Linked DNA regions of Mus musculus: regions 2, 3, 4 and 5 are each linked to region 1. The links are chromatin contacts, called in public HiCAR-type and HiChIP or PLAC-seq maps. All regions are on one chromosome and are shown on one strand. The core of a region is the stretch at or near the end of the contact, and the rest is flanking DNA. Distances in the headings are between cores, read along the strand shown. Region 1 holds the start of Pafah1b2 (platelet-activating factor acetylhydrolase, isoform 1b, subunit 2). Region 2 holds the start of Ccdc153 (coiled-coil domain containing 153). Region 3 holds the start of Atp5l (ATP synthase, H+ transporting, mitochondrial F0 complex, subunit G). Region 4 holds the start of Ube4a (ubiquitination factor E4A). Region 5 holds the start of Abcg4 (ATP binding cassette subfamily G member 4).

Evidence for each region. HiCAR-type assays count read pairs that join an accessible place to other places. HiChIP or PLAC-seq counts read pairs in DNA pulled down with a chosen protein or histone mark.
Region 2: a contact with region 1 is called in a HiCAR-type map of astrocytes, with 6 times the contacts expected there. The contact joins the promoter of Ccdc153 here to the promoter of Pafah1b2 in region 1. A contact is called at or near these places in 2 of 39 promoter capture datasets (the HPC-7 cell line and pre-B cells) and 1 of 115 datasets of contacts at active chromatin or transcription factors (astrocytes).
Region 3: a contact with region 1 is called in an H3K4me3 HiChIP or PLAC-seq map of embryonic forebrain, with 2.9 times the contacts expected there. The contact joins the promoter of Atp5l here to the promoter of Pafah1b2 in region 1. A contact is called at or near these places in 2 of 39 promoter capture datasets (liver and neutrophils) and 1 of 115 datasets of contacts at active chromatin or transcription factors (embryonic forebrain).
Region 4: a HiCAR-type map of astrocytes shows a contact between it and region 1, with 2.3 times the contacts expected there. The contact joins the promoter of Ube4a here to the promoter of Pafah1b2 in region 1. A contact is called at or near these places in 1 of 39 promoter capture datasets (pre-B cells) and 1 of 115 datasets of contacts at active chromatin or transcription factors (astrocytes).
Region 5: an H3K27ac HiChIP or PLAC-seq map of large pre-B cells shows a contact between it and region 1, with 4 times the contacts expected there. The contact joins the promoter of Abcg4 here to the promoter of Pafah1b2 in region 1. A contact is called at or near these places in 1 of 39 promoter capture datasets (neutrophils) and 1 of 115 datasets of contacts at active chromatin or transcription factors (large pre-B cells).

The regions. Positions count from the first base shown.
Region 1 is chr9:45,983,616-45,986,315 of GRCm38.p6, reverse strand. It overlaps Pafah1b2 (platelet-activating factor acetylhydrolase, isoform 1b, subunit 2), which reads left to right and starts at 1,445. Exons shown (of 6, transcript NM_008775.3): 1 at 1,445-1,611.
Region 2 is chr9:44,239,304-44,242,003 of GRCm38.p6, reverse strand. It overlaps Ccdc153 (coiled-coil domain containing 153), which reads right to left and starts at 1,327. Exons shown (of 7, transcript NM_001081369.2): 1 at 1,281-1,327; 2 at 928-1,006; 3 at 317-382. The coding sequence starts at 997.
Region 3 is chr9:44,919,310-44,922,009 of GRCm38.p6, reverse strand. It overlaps Atp5l (ATP synthase, H+ transporting, mitochondrial F0 complex, subunit G), which reads left to right and starts at 1,268. Exons shown (of 3, transcript NM_013795.5): 1 at 1,268-1,400. The coding sequence starts at 1,349. It overlaps Gm30934 (a long non-coding RNA gene), which reads right to left and starts at 1,283. Exons shown (of 2, transcript XR_379340.4): 1 at 893-1,283; 2 at 1-782.
Region 4 is chr9:44,964,222-44,966,921 of GRCm38.p6, reverse strand. Ube4a (ubiquitination factor E4A) reads left to right here and starts at 1,322. Exons shown (of 21, transcript NM_001346698.1): 1 at 1,322-1,437.
Region 5 is chr9:44,286,966-44,289,665 of GRCm38.p6, reverse strand. It overlaps Abcg4 (ATP binding cassette subfamily G member 4), which reads left to right and starts at 1,422. Exons shown (of 15, transcript NM_138955.3): 1 at 1,422-1,652; 2 at 2,201-2,450. The coding sequence starts at 2,213.

The sequences.
Region 1 (2,700 bases), core at 196-2,695:
CAGAGTGAAGTGGAGGCTATCCTGGGCTACGTTTTTCATTTTAAGAGCAAGCAATCAATCAAGGTTTCTTATGAATAAAAGATAGTATCAAAATGTGTGTGTGTGTCAGAGAGACAGAGAGAGAGAGAGAGAGAGAGAGAGAGAGAGAAGGGGGAACACCATGACTAAAAGCCAAGTGGAGAGGAAAGGACTTACTTCCTTTACAGCTCTCAGATCACAGCTGTCACAGAGAGAAGTCAGGGTAGGAACTGGAGCTATAGAATGTCGTTTCTTACTGACTGACTGTGTGCTCTTATACAACTCAACTCAGGGCCACCTTCGCCAAGTGGCACCACTCACAGTGGGATACGCCCATCAATTATTAATCAAGAAAATACCCTCATAGACTGCCTACATGCCAATCGGATGAAGGCATTTTTAAAGTTCCCTTCCTCAAATGACCCTGATTTGTGTCATTGACAAAAACAACCCAGACATAGGGCTTTATCATTGGAAACCAATTCAAGTTGTTTCTCTTAACAGTGTATTTAATACTAAACTGTTTAAATAACCCTTTACGATATTCTCTTGATCAAAACACTTAAAACAGCACTTACTGAGATCTTGCTAGTGTACCATATGTAACTGGAATATCTGCAGAAGAGTTATGGAGGCAGTGACAAAGTCATTATCTTGAAATTTTTATTTTGCATTCGAGATAATACAAGCAGCACATAAGTGATTTGAAATTTTATTTTATTATCTCGATAATTTAGGCTTACAGGTTTCAAGAACATTCTCAATCAGTTTCAGAGTCCTGGAATGCTCTGCAATTCACTATTATGAGTTTGAATGAATCCTATCCATCATTAAAGAGCCAGCCCTGGCACTGCTCCACCAAGTTTCCCTGCTAATGATGACGCAATCTCTTGCCCCTCCTCTTGGCGCTGATCTGTCCTGCACTTATCCAGCCGTTAGCATCTAATCTCTACATTGACTCTCTATGTACTCCCCTAAACTGGATGGATTTCTAAGGTAAAGACTGGGGTTTCTGTTATTCCCCGAGTGGTATCTATCACACAATTCTGAGTATCATCATAGAAATTCTGCTGGTAAATGTAGGGGTTGCCCCTTTTAACTTCGGGCCTATTTCTCCCCATTCTCTGCAATCTGGTTTATCCCATCGGTGGAGGAAATCAGTGGCTAAGAAGGGAGTAGCGTCAGCGAGAGGTCAAGCTACACTGTCTCTAAGGCCATCTCCGGATAGTTTCCGTCATCCTATCAGGACAGGAAGGCAGTTACAGGAAAGATGGAGGCTCAAGTCGGGGAAAGAAAGAGAACAAAGTCAGTACTTGGCAGGGACGGTAGACCTGTGCGCCAAGCAAAGAGCGCGCACTGCGAGGGAAAGTGAGGCGCACCCGCCCCGCAACTAGCCCCGCAGCCAGGGGCGGGACTTCCGGAAGCCATTTGCCCGAGTGGCAGGGGGACCGGAAGTGGAGGCGCTGCTGCTTGGTGCTGGGGCCCGAGGAGGGGACGCGCGCCGGAACGCGGCCGTCGGGATCAAGCGAGCGACTGAAGCGCAACCCGCCGACGCCGCAGCCGCTGAGGGCCCCGCACGGACCCTCTGCCTGTGTGAGTGCATCGTGGGGACCGCGGAGCCGGGGCCTCGTCGTGACGGGTGGGACGCGCGGGCGAGCCGGTATTGTGAGGCCCGGCTCCCCTCCCCCACGCCGCCCCTCCCCCGCCGCGCCCCGCGCTGTCGCCCTGCAGGGCCTCCGGGGCCCCGCGCCGTCGCCGCTGCCCTGCGGCGCCCTGGTTCCACCCTGGCCAGCGGCTGAGCGGCCCGCGGGTCCCCTGGCCCGGCCTCCTGCCTCAGCTGTCGCCTTTTCCCTCCATCCCCGGGGTGGGACCTCTAGGCCCAAGCCTGTGACTGGGTTGTGCCTTTTTTTTTTTTTTAACGGATCACGCTCTTTGCCCTTCTCGTCGAAAATTGTCTCCTCATTCGAAACTTCTCTGTTGCCTTCGCTTATACTTCCCAAAGACCCGTGTCAGGGCTCTGAAAGGATTGGTAGAGGCTAGCCTTAAGGGTCACCCACTTCATTCGGCGACGAGGCCCAGGCGTTGGTGACTTGGCCGATGGCCTACCGCCAGCCAGGTACATCTGTCAGTGAGTAGTTTCCTTGGAGGTGTGTTTCCTCTCCCCAGCCCTTGTGGTCCATGTCCACTTAGCGGGTCAGAGCCTGTGGTCTCCAGGTTTGAGTTACTCATGGCAGAGTGACTCGTTATCCTTTCCATAGCTCCCAGGCTGACGTTGCCTTTCATCATGTATATACGGATCTTAAGGAAACCCAAAGCCATAAAGCGTTGGCGTCTCTGAAGAACGTGGCTATGGACAAAGGGAAGGGCACCAAGACGCTAAGAGCAGGTCCTAGACTTGCATTTTCTACAGCGTTGAGTTGAGTGGAGAGAATGGGCCAGAGGAAAAGGTGTGGAAAAGAGAAAAATGCAAGCTTATCTTTCCCTTGGATGAGGCTTGTGTCTGCCCGTCAGTTCCTTCTCTGGGCACATTGTTCAGACTTAAAGGTTGCCTCCTTGTGGGAGAGCAGGGGAGGGAATCATTGTGCATTAATTTGTTGGCATGGGCACTTGATAATAAATTATGGATGGGCTGGATCCTGGGGGGCCGCCCACCAGAGACCGGGGCAGGGCATTCTGGACGAG
Region 2 (2,700 bases), core at 78-2,577, 1.7 Mb after region 1:
TGGGGAGGGCCCAGCCCATTGTGGGTGGTGCTACCCCTTTGCTGGTGGTCCTGGGTTCTATAAAAAAGCAGGCTGAGCAAGCCATGGAGAGCAAGCCAATTAGCAGCACCCCTCCATGACTTCCGTATCAGCTCCTGTCTCCAGGCTCCTAGCTCCTCTCCTGACTTCTTTCAATAATAAACAGTGCTTTGGGTGCGCAAGCCAGATAAACCATCTCCTCCCCACGTTGCTTTGGTTGTGGTGTTTCTTCACAGCAGTGATAACCCTGACTAGGACCTGTCATTGCTGCTGTCTCCTGAGGCTCCACACTCCTTACCCAAGCGGTCCTGAAGCAGCTCCTTCTCGAGCAGCACCAGCCTGTGCTTGGCCTCAGCCTCCACACCTGTCGTGGCAAACCACGGAGTCTTAGGCTACGCTGATCTCGCCCCTGCCCTGTCTTCCTCCCGCACTTTTTGCAGGATGGGGGAAGATCACTGATACCCAATGCCAAAATCTGACAAATTCATAGCCAAGCCTTCACTGCCTTGTACTTGGTGTGTGCTCAAAAGAAGGGTGAAACAGATGACAGAGGCAAAGGACTAGAGGGGGCTCCAGGGGGAGAGAGGCAGTCTCCGGTCCCCAGCCTGGCCGAATCTGAACTCAGGGCTCTGAAGAGGAGGGCAAGAGAGCCTCACTTTAGCCAACTGTGGTGTCAATGCCTAACTAATGCCAGGCATTGTGAGCACCAGGCTGTCCCAGCACTAGGAGGACTAGGAGGATACGTTTGAGGCTTGCCTGGGTTTCTTAGTGACCCTGTGTCAAAAGAACAAAAGACAAAACCAAAACAAACGCCCTCTGTCTTGTTGCCCAGGGAGCTGGATTCCCTCTAAGGACCTTGGTGTGGACATGGACATGCAGGGGCACTGGCCTTCACCCATGGTGACTCACCAGGACTTGAATTCTTTTTCTTCTTCCGTGCCTCAGCTTTTCTCCCCCTTCCTTTGGTTTTAGGTGGCATCCCGCTGTCCTGACGAAGGGAAGACCTATGTAGGTCAGCATACAGACAGGCTTTCCTGACTCTTACACTGAGTTGGTTGGGGGTTTCTGGAGCATCAGAGTGCCAGTCTCCCAGTGCATCTTACACTTCTATAGAAGCTTCATTTCTTGGTCTCTGGGACCCTTAGGGAGGGCTGGGATCACTGAGGGAGAACAATCCTATGTGCAGCAGTCAGCTTCTTAGAGAAACTTCTGGACATCCCTTCTCTCTCCCCAACTTGTGTACTCTCCTCCTTCCTACCTACCTGCAAGACTTTCTGTTGCTTGTGTGGTGTCTCCCTGGGAAATGACATGTCATGGGGACAGTAAAGAGAGACCCAAGTAGATTGAGTCTAGGGAGGAGCCTGGGTCCTGGGAGCCAATCCAAGGTGTAAAACTTCCTCAAGAGGTGGGACCAAGAACTGGGATGTTGGGTTTCTGGATACTGCACGTTGTCCAGGCAACTGGAAAACTCAGGCAGGTGGGTGAGCTAAATCAGCTCATACAAAGGAAAGCTTCTCTTTTTACCTCCATATCCTAGCCCTAAAGAAGAGGCTTAGGAGCCGAATAGCTATTATTCATGTCTACACAGGCACTACCTGTGGTCTGGAGACTCTCCAGGCTAGGAATCTACAAACTTGCAGTCTGGGAGAGCAGTGTTTTGCAAGACATAGGGAAAGCAGGGATAGCGGCCATCACAGCTACTTTATATCTGGAGGTTTCGTGTGAACACAGTGACATTATTTACTTTAAAACAGAAGGTTTGGGGGCTGGAGAGATGGCTCAGTGGTTGAGAGCACTTGGCTGCTCTCCCAGAGGTCCCGAGTTCAATTTCCAGCAACAGCATGGTGGTTCACATCCATCTGTAATGGTATCGGATGCCCTCTTCTGGTGTGTCTGAAGACCACCAGATACATAAAATAAATAAATAAATGTTTTGTTTGTTTTTTGTTTTTTGTTTTTGTTTTTGTTTTTTTTTAAACAACAACCTGAAGGTTTGCCTCAAAAAGGCTACTGTGGTGTGTGAGGGAAACATGTTCTGACACAGGTAGTTGAAAGGATGCTGACCCACAAAGAGGAACACAAATTAGACAAGAGTCTGGAGTTCAGCTACTTAATTTTGCTCAGCTTGTATTTCTTGGTGTATAAGTTTTGTAGCTCCTGAAATCCCCAGACGTCAGTGCAGTGTTTACAGGACTCCTTTTTCCCTCTCCAGTCAATCTTGCCTTCTCCCACTATTTCTTTATGAGGTTTAATCTGCAGGCAGGGGTTTAGCAGCCCCCAGGCTCCCTGCAGCATAAAGTTGCTTAGGGCTCCCTCTAGTGGACTTGCTTGACCGCCTGCACCTCCTAAAGTTTGCAGTTGGTAATTTCTTGGGCAATATTGGGGGAGATCCCCTTTACGGGGTGTTTTTTAGTATCTTATGTATAATTAAAATTTGATTGTTGGCAGAAAGCATGACGGGAAGCCCTCCCTCCATCTGGGAGAGATCCGTCTGGACCTGTGCCATCTCTGGGCACCATAATGTCACCATACATAGAATTTAAACAAGCCTTCCTCCCTGTGGATTATGGAACCTACAGATCCTTTTTAGGCATGTCTGTCCATTCTAGTCCCTGAAAATGTTGGTCAGTTGCATATTATTAGAAGCAAATCTGCCGAAACAGACACAAGATGTGGGACTAT
Region 3 (2,700 bases), core at 19-2,518, 1.1 Mb after region 1:
GACTGGCCTGTAACTTCCAATCTTCAGGCTCCTGTATGCTGGTATAATGTGGGTTTCAGGTTATCTTTCCTGCTTTAATTTGACTTCACTGTCTAAGGCAGCATGTCTCTCCCTCACTGATTCCTTGATCCCACTTCTAACTTTTCTAACCACCCCATGAATTTTACTTCAGGTTTTTTTTTGTTTTGTTTTAAAAGATGTATTTATTATTATATGTAAGTACACTGTCGCTGTCTTCAGACACACCAGAAGAGGGCATCAGATCTCATCACAGATGGTTGTGAGCCACCATGTGGTTGTTGGGATTTGAACTCCTAACCTAAGCGCAGTCAGTGCTCATAATGCTGAGCCATCTCTCCAGCCCCTCAGTTTTTCTTCTAAAGATTGGGCTTTTCCAGAACTTGTTCTCCTCATCAAATGTTACTTTCCTACATAGTTTTTGGGTTTCCTGGTTTGTTTTTGTTGTTTTCATTCATAATGTCAAAGTTACAGCCTTTGGAATTTGTATATTTTCTTATACACCAAGAATCTCTACGCCTTCCCAGATCAGCACCACGCTTAACCTTATGTTCCTTTGCGTATTTATCTTGCAACTGACTCCTTCTATGACTATTTAGGAATCTTGGTCTCTAAGGGGATAATGCCCAAAGCATGCTTCCACCAAATTACAAAATGCCTGGCACAGTGCAACACCCTCAACACACATGACTTTCTTCCTCTTGTCCGCACAGCTCCTACTGGCTTGTTTGAAAAACCGGATTGGATCCCAATTCTGATACTGGCTGCGGAGGAAAACGGAATTATAAAAAGTCAATTAAAGAAGTCGGTGAATGGGTGAGTCACATAATGTAACGCCTATGTGGCCCCTTAAAGCTCCTATTTGACCTCAGACCTGCTATGCCTTTAAAGCGAACGTATAGGCCCACAAGCATCTTATGAAGCCCTCCAGCCTCGTTTTCCATGTTTTCTGAAAAGCTATAAAACTGCCGCAAGCTAATGTGGCGATCAAGCCAAGAAAACCAATAACGCATGCGCATTTCCCCCACTTCACCGATCTTCCGGACCAACATGAATAGCTGTCCCAAGTAATGCCTGCTCCCTGAGGAATCTCAGGATTCTTCACGTGTTATCGCGCCTCATTTTTTTTTATATCTAGGTTTTTACTTGGAGTGAACAAAGTAAACTGACTAATGAGATGCCACAAACAGGGAATCAATACCTATATGTTTTGAACAGGCACAGAGAGGGGCAGCCTGACCTTGGAAATGGGGAAGGGGTCCTGCCGCGGGTCCTTCCGGGGGTGACATTCAGCCGGCGGTTCGGGGAGACGTACCTTCCACCTTAGACCATGGCCAAGTTCATCCGTAACTTCGCGGAGAAGGCACCGTCGATGGTAGCCGGTGAGCGCAGCCCGGGAGAGGCTCGCGAGGGGAGGGATTGTGCTGCGGCACCAAGGGGCCGTGGGCGTCGGGAGGGCTTCCAGGAGGCCACTGTAAGGCCGCAGCCTCGCCTGGCCTGCCCGCGGCTGCTTAGAGCTCACAAGCTGCAGGGTCCTAGCTCGGCCGGGGAGCGAGTGGGTCGTGTAACTCTGCCCGGCCTCACTCCGCCGCGAACGCCGTGATGCCCCCTTACCGTGCCGGGAGAGTTGGGAAGGGAGGTCGGTAACAGGGGAGAGAGAGGTCACACATCAGACCTCATAGCTGGTCTGCGTCTCAGCGAAGTATTTGAAAGCCATCAGAAATTTTAAAGACGGGTGAGAGATCTTTGAAAGTTATGTTTGCTTACCATCCTGGTTAGAGCCTAGAGAATTCTGCGTCCGATGAAGGGAATTTGGAACGTAGGGGTGAATATCCCCTCCCCAGTCAGCACAGAAAGCGACGCCTGTCAGCAGTCGTCTTCAGAACCTTGGCTTGGCATTCGTGAGGTTGTTTTGTTTGAAAATTCTGATAGACCGCGGTCTCTCAGATAAACACTGAGTAGTTATAAGCCTGAGCAGTATGTTCAATCGATACAGTTCTCTTCTGAGTAGAAAATTACTGTATTTTTGAAGCAGGAGATTAAGTTTACAATTTCTTCTTTTCTGTATTGTATTAAGTGGTTGAAGGTCCTATTTCCAAATGTTCAAATTTGGTTATGAAATGTGAATTGAAGGTGGATTTTTTTTCAAAGATTTATTTATTTTACTTATGTGAGTACACTAGCTGTTTTCAGACACACCAGAGAAGGCCATTGGATCCCATTACAGATGGTTGTGAGTCACCATGTGGTTGCTGGGAATTGAACTCAGCACCTCTGGAAGAGCAGCCAGTGCTCTTATCCGCTGAGCCATCTCTCCAGCCCTCTGAGGTGGAATTTTAAAAACTTGTAATTTTGAGCTTTCCAACCTGTTTGCATATTTAGTAATTCTTTTTTTTCTCCCCTTCATCACCAGCTAGTGAGCTATTTAAACCCTTAAAGTGCCAGCCAGAGTCTATAAATACTGGATTCCTTCCTATGGAACCTGAGGCTGCCAATAGCTGTTTTCCAAAGAATTTCCTTAGTAAAAAATCATTAGGTGATCTGAAGCAACGTACTACAATTTTTACACCAATACAACCAAAAGGCTTTGACGTTTGGACTTTGATGGTTTGAGGTGCTATTTTTAATATTTCGTAGAGAGTATTTTTCCGGCCGTATGACTTTTGCATCTTTTAGGTAGCT
Region 4 (2,700 bases), core at 73-2,572, 1.0 Mb after region 1:
CTTAACCGCTGAGTCATCTCTTCAGCTCAGAGCAATGGCTTTTTACACAACACATAATATTAATCTTTGCCCCAACCTCACTTTCTTAATGGTGACTTTTGAAATGCAAAAGTCTTTTTGATAAATTCCATTTTATAGATTTTGTTGCATTTGGGAGGTCATGTCTAAGACAAGATTGTCTCCTGTCTCATTATTTGTAGGTCATTGTTAGGGATTTGGTCTAGCTTTAACAATAAATGTCACTTAGAATATATGTAAAGTATTAGTAACAAATAAGAATAAAAGATATCATTGAAAAATATCTGAACATGTAATTTTATTAAACTAAATCTCACTTCATAGCAGTTATATAGATATACACTATCAAGTACAGCAAAGAAGTGCCTGGTACTCCTATGCATGTATGCTACCAATCTCTTGCTGAGGTATTGAGCTGTGCCAATATAATTTTTTTTAAGGGGTATCTCAGAATAGGGTAGGGTTTTGGTTGGTTGGATGGTTGGTTTGAAGTAACCCTAGGTTAGTCCAAACTCACTGAATAGCAGAGGATGACTTCGGATGCTCAATTCTCCTGTCTCTATGTACCAAGTGCTAGAATTACAGCATGCCCCACGGTGTCCCACTCACTACAGTTTTAATTTTCATTTTCCTTACTAAAACTAAGAACCAAGGCTGGAGAAATGGCTCAGACGACCCAGATTCAATTCCTAGCACCCACATTGCAGCTCACAACTGTCTGTAACTCCATATCCAGGGAATCTGACACCCTCACACAGACATACATACAGGCAAAACACCAATCAATGCTCATAAATATTTTTCAAAATTAAAAACTAAAAATTAACCAGACTTGTAGGCTGTATACTGTTAGCATTGTATAGATAAATCTAAGACCAACCCAAAATAGCGCGCTGCCTGGCACCTAATACCTGCTCAAAACGTCTTATACATTGTCCTTGTTGGTATTGTTACTGCTTCTAAGCCACAACGAGTGAAACGGCTCCAAAAAGCCATAGGACAGAAGGGAGCGTAAAAAGCAAAAAGTCACAGTCTGTGCAGAGCCCGACACCACAATAGTGTATCTGCCCTCAAGAGATGGATTTCCAAGGTCTAGCTTCATATTCCACAAAACTTCAAAGCACGCAGTCATAGCCAACCCTGCCCCGCCCCGCCCTGCTGCCTAGCCCAATCCCAAAGCCACTTCCGGCCCGCCCCCCACCCTCGCTAGCTGCCAGCAAACGTGCGCATGCGCCTCCTCGGTGTTTTCTCTGTCATTAGCGAAGCCCGACACCGCCCTACTTCCGGCGCGGGGTAAAGACCCAACAGGCTCGGCGCTCAGCGATGATGTCAGCTCCGGTTGCCTTGCTGAGTCGGAAGTAAGAACCTTTTGGTCGCTGTAGCTGTGAGGTGTCGTCGTCCCTGCCCTTTCAGGCTCCGGTAAGAGGCAAGGTATAAGAGGACGAGAGTGTTGAGGCTGCGACCCGGTTTTCTCCTAAGCAATTGCCAGTCAAGGCCCCTGCATGCCTGCTGTTCTCAACTGCTTGCCTGACCCGGGTCCGTCTTGAACTTCGACCCTGTCTAATCTGGAAACCCTTACGGTGCTCCGGCGTCCGGTGGCTCTGCACATTCCCTTCTTCTTTGCCAAGTCCCTGCTAGGAAAGGCCCGAGTGTGGGCTGTGGCTGTCTTTTGACTTATTTTATCTAGGACCTGCGCAGGGTGGGTGGGTCTCCCTGCTGCCTATGAATGTTACTGAACCCCAAAGGATAAAATACGAAGAGTGAACGACAGTGCCAGATGCCAAGGAGACAAAATGAAGCTCGACTCATAGCAATCAAACCAGTAGGGTGCGTGTAGCAAGAGGTTGACTTTTAAAGCGAGTGACGGCTTCCCAGCTGTAGCTCTTTGGATTCTGCTCGAGTTTTTCTTGGTCGAGAAAACATTTCTCAGATTGACCATAGAGTCAGACGTTTTGTGTTTAGTATTGTTCCTTTTAGGATTCTTTTTTGTCTCCTAGAGCAAGAATGGGTTAAGTCTCAATGTCATTGACTTTTTTGGTCCCAGAGACATAAAATGGGGCCCAAGATGAAATGCCAGGGTTTGTTAGAGACGGTTTTGTTTGTTGTGTTGTGTTCTTTTTTTGTTTTCGGACGTGTATGTGCTTCACTTGATGAGATCCTAGCTTGCAGATAAACGTATTGCAAGGATTTTTGTTACGACACCTAATGTAACACTGAAGGTATTTCCAGGTAGACATGTTACTTTGGGAACATTTTTAAATTCCAAAATAGAGACTTTATGGAGTACAATTTAATACAGTGTAATTTGGGCTTGGGGTAGGGAGTTGCTGGGGTTATAAACTAAGCCCTGGTGCATACTAAGTGCTCTAGAACAGAGCTACACCCAACCCCACCTTAGCCATAGAACTTGGCTATAGCAATCTGTTTTTCAGTGTTACCAATAGTTCTACTTTAAAACTGGATTGGACATGATCTTAAAATATCTGTATGCTCTCAGGAGCCAGTAGTGGCCTTAAAGGATTAGCAGCACTCTATATAAGTAGAAGCTTGAGTCAGGAGAAAATGAGAGAATTGTATGGGTCCAATGGTTGACACTTCCTAGAGATGTAGACTTTTGCAGCAGGTATGTAAAGTGAAGTTACTTACTAAAAATGAATCAAATCCAAAAGCCTTGGGGGGGCT
Region 5 (2,700 bases), core at 173-2,672, 1.7 Mb after region 1:
TTTTTCAGTAAGTACTTATGTTAGACAGGCCTGGTGACATGTTTATAGTCACTGCACCCAAGAGAGGGGGAAGACTGGGCAGTCAAAGCCAGCCTCAGCAACAGCCTGAGTTAGTGAGACCCTAACGCACGCGCGCGCGCTTACATACAAAGCAATCATTGGGGTATTGTCTATCATGAGGTATTGGAGATTAACTTGAAGAATAGAGGGTCCATCTGGAAAATTCGAAGATTGGTCCTGAGGAATGACCATAGGTGAGACAGGGATGAAGGGAAATTGGGAAAGATTGGATCCCAAACCCCCATGAACCTCATAGTCTCAGGGTGGGTGTGGACATGTCCTGCAGGGTCGCTAGTTTCCTGGGCTGCAGAGAGGTTTGGGCGAGGGTTGGGGGCTGGTGTTGGATTATTAGCATCTTCCGCTGCAGTAGCAGTGGAAGCAGTACCCAGAACCTAAGCCTACCTACCTCCTATCTGTCTCTGCATGTGACAGGCGGGAACTAAAAAGCTCAGGTCACGTGACTTACTGACCCCTTAAAGAAATAGAGGATAGGGCAGGCAGGAGCCAAGAGTAATTGAGAAAGGGCCAAAGCAAGTAGGCGGGGTGCGGGGGCGGGGGCGGTGTAAGCGCTCTGAGGACCCAGCCACGCTTGTAGGTGAGAGAGAATGTCCATGTCTATGAAAAGCCGTCCAAGACAGAATCTGAAGAGCTTTGTGTATGTATGGACTGCAGCCTCTTAGATCAGCCTATACTGGCTTGGAGACCTGAATCTGGCTGGTCGAATAGAATAAAGACTTTGATGGCCAAAGCAGGCTGTGACTGGGTCAAGGTTAACCTTGGAGCTGCCTGCAGGCTTTGTCATAACTACTATCCCCTGTCTCTTCATAACTAGTGTCCTCTTGAGCCCTTAGAGAGGGGGGATGTGAAGAGGCGTGAGAGGCTGTCTCAAAGTCTCAAGAATTATACATTCAAGTCCTTTGTACTTTAGGGTTGGGTGGGGCTGCGCTCCAAAGCTGAACTGCAAGAGATAAGCAATGAGGGGTTTGTGTATGCAGATAGACCGACAGCTTCCCAACCCCCCTGGGCACCTACCGCTCAAGGACCTGCCTCTCTGAGTAACATCAAGTCTCCCTCCCTTGGTGACCTCCGGGTTGACCTCAGTCCTAGGTCCAAAAAAGGGCCCCATTCGGGCCCCAACTCTGCAGGCATAGCTTTCACCACCTCCATCCTTGCTACTCGCGGAGTGAGGGGCAGTACGGGCCCTTTAAGAGCAGCAGGACCAGCGAGCAGAAGCTTGGAAGAGAACACTGCCGCCCGACTAGGTCCAGAGGACAGGCGCTGGGGACCAGACTACGAGAACCCGGCGGGTTCATCCAAGTGGGATCGCGGCGGGACCTCAACCATCTCTCCGCAACTGTGTCATCCTTTCTGACCCGAGCCCTGCCTTCCTCTACTGCCCGCCCTGGCCTAGCCCCGCCCCGGCCCGGGCCACCGGGACAGGGAGCCGGGGCGCGGGTGCCGCAGCCAGAGGCAGGTGAAGAGAGCCGGAGTGTCCACCTCCCGCGCCGCAACGCTGAGCATCCGGGTCGAACATCCCGGTTGAGCATCTCTGCTGAGCATCCTTGCGTCGCAGCGGCCGGAGACGCGTCAAGGTGACCAGGCGAGCAGGGGACAAGAGGGTCGGCTTGGAGGGTCTGGGGTCTGTCGCTGTTTGGGGGAACAGTCCGGAGGAGCGGGATGGGGAGGCCGGCCGAGGAGCGGTGCCAGTCCGTGCAGAGAGGGGCTCGGAGCCGAGGCCAGAGCCTCCCCCGGCCCACCCTGTGCCTCCTAGCTTCCCCGACCTCCGAGCGGGTGGTTACCCTCGCCCGGCCCCCAGGGACTGCTTGTCTGTGGGGTAAGGAGATTAAGGCCGCGGCGGGGAGGGAGGAGCGGGCACAGCTTCGATGGGCCAGGCGAGCAAGGCCAGGCTGAGACTGCCAAGGAACGAGGCGAGGTCGCAACTGAGTGTCACTGCACCACCGGGTGTGTGCTGCCCGAGTGCATAAGACCCGGCGGGAAAAGGGGTGCGGACAGTTGGGGGATCTGCCCGGAGAAGGAGGCTGGGGTGGGAGGAGTGGAGGCGGGGCAGCATCGGAAAGCTATGGCGCCTTGAGCAAGGGCTGGAGGGTCTGCCCGGAGCTAAGCAGGCCCTCTCCTGCAGGCCGGCTGCGTGATGGCGGAGAAGGCATTGGAGGCCGTGGGCTGTGGACTGGGCCCTGGGGCTGTGGCCATGGCTGTGACACTGGAGGACGGGGCAGAGCCCCCTGTGCTGACCACGCACCTAAAGAAGGTGGAGAACCATATCACAGAAGCACAGCGCTTCTCTCACCTGCCCAAGCGCTCTGCTGTGGACATCGAGTTCGTGGAACTGTCCTATTCCGTGCGGGAGGGGCCCTGCTGGCGCAAACGGGGTAGGTGGCAGCCCCATGGGACTCTCCCTGAGTTGCCTTTCCAGGAGCATAAGTCCTGGGGATACCCTACTCTGCGAGCTTTGTGGGCCCTAACCCTCACTGCACAACTGCAGTTGAGGTACAAGATCCCTGCTCCCCACATCTGCCAGCACTATGGGAGTTCAAACAGCTATTGAAGCTTTTTCTTCTAAATAGACCCTATGACCTCTCAATCTCTCAGTCTCTCTCAGTCTTCTCTCTCTCAGTCTCT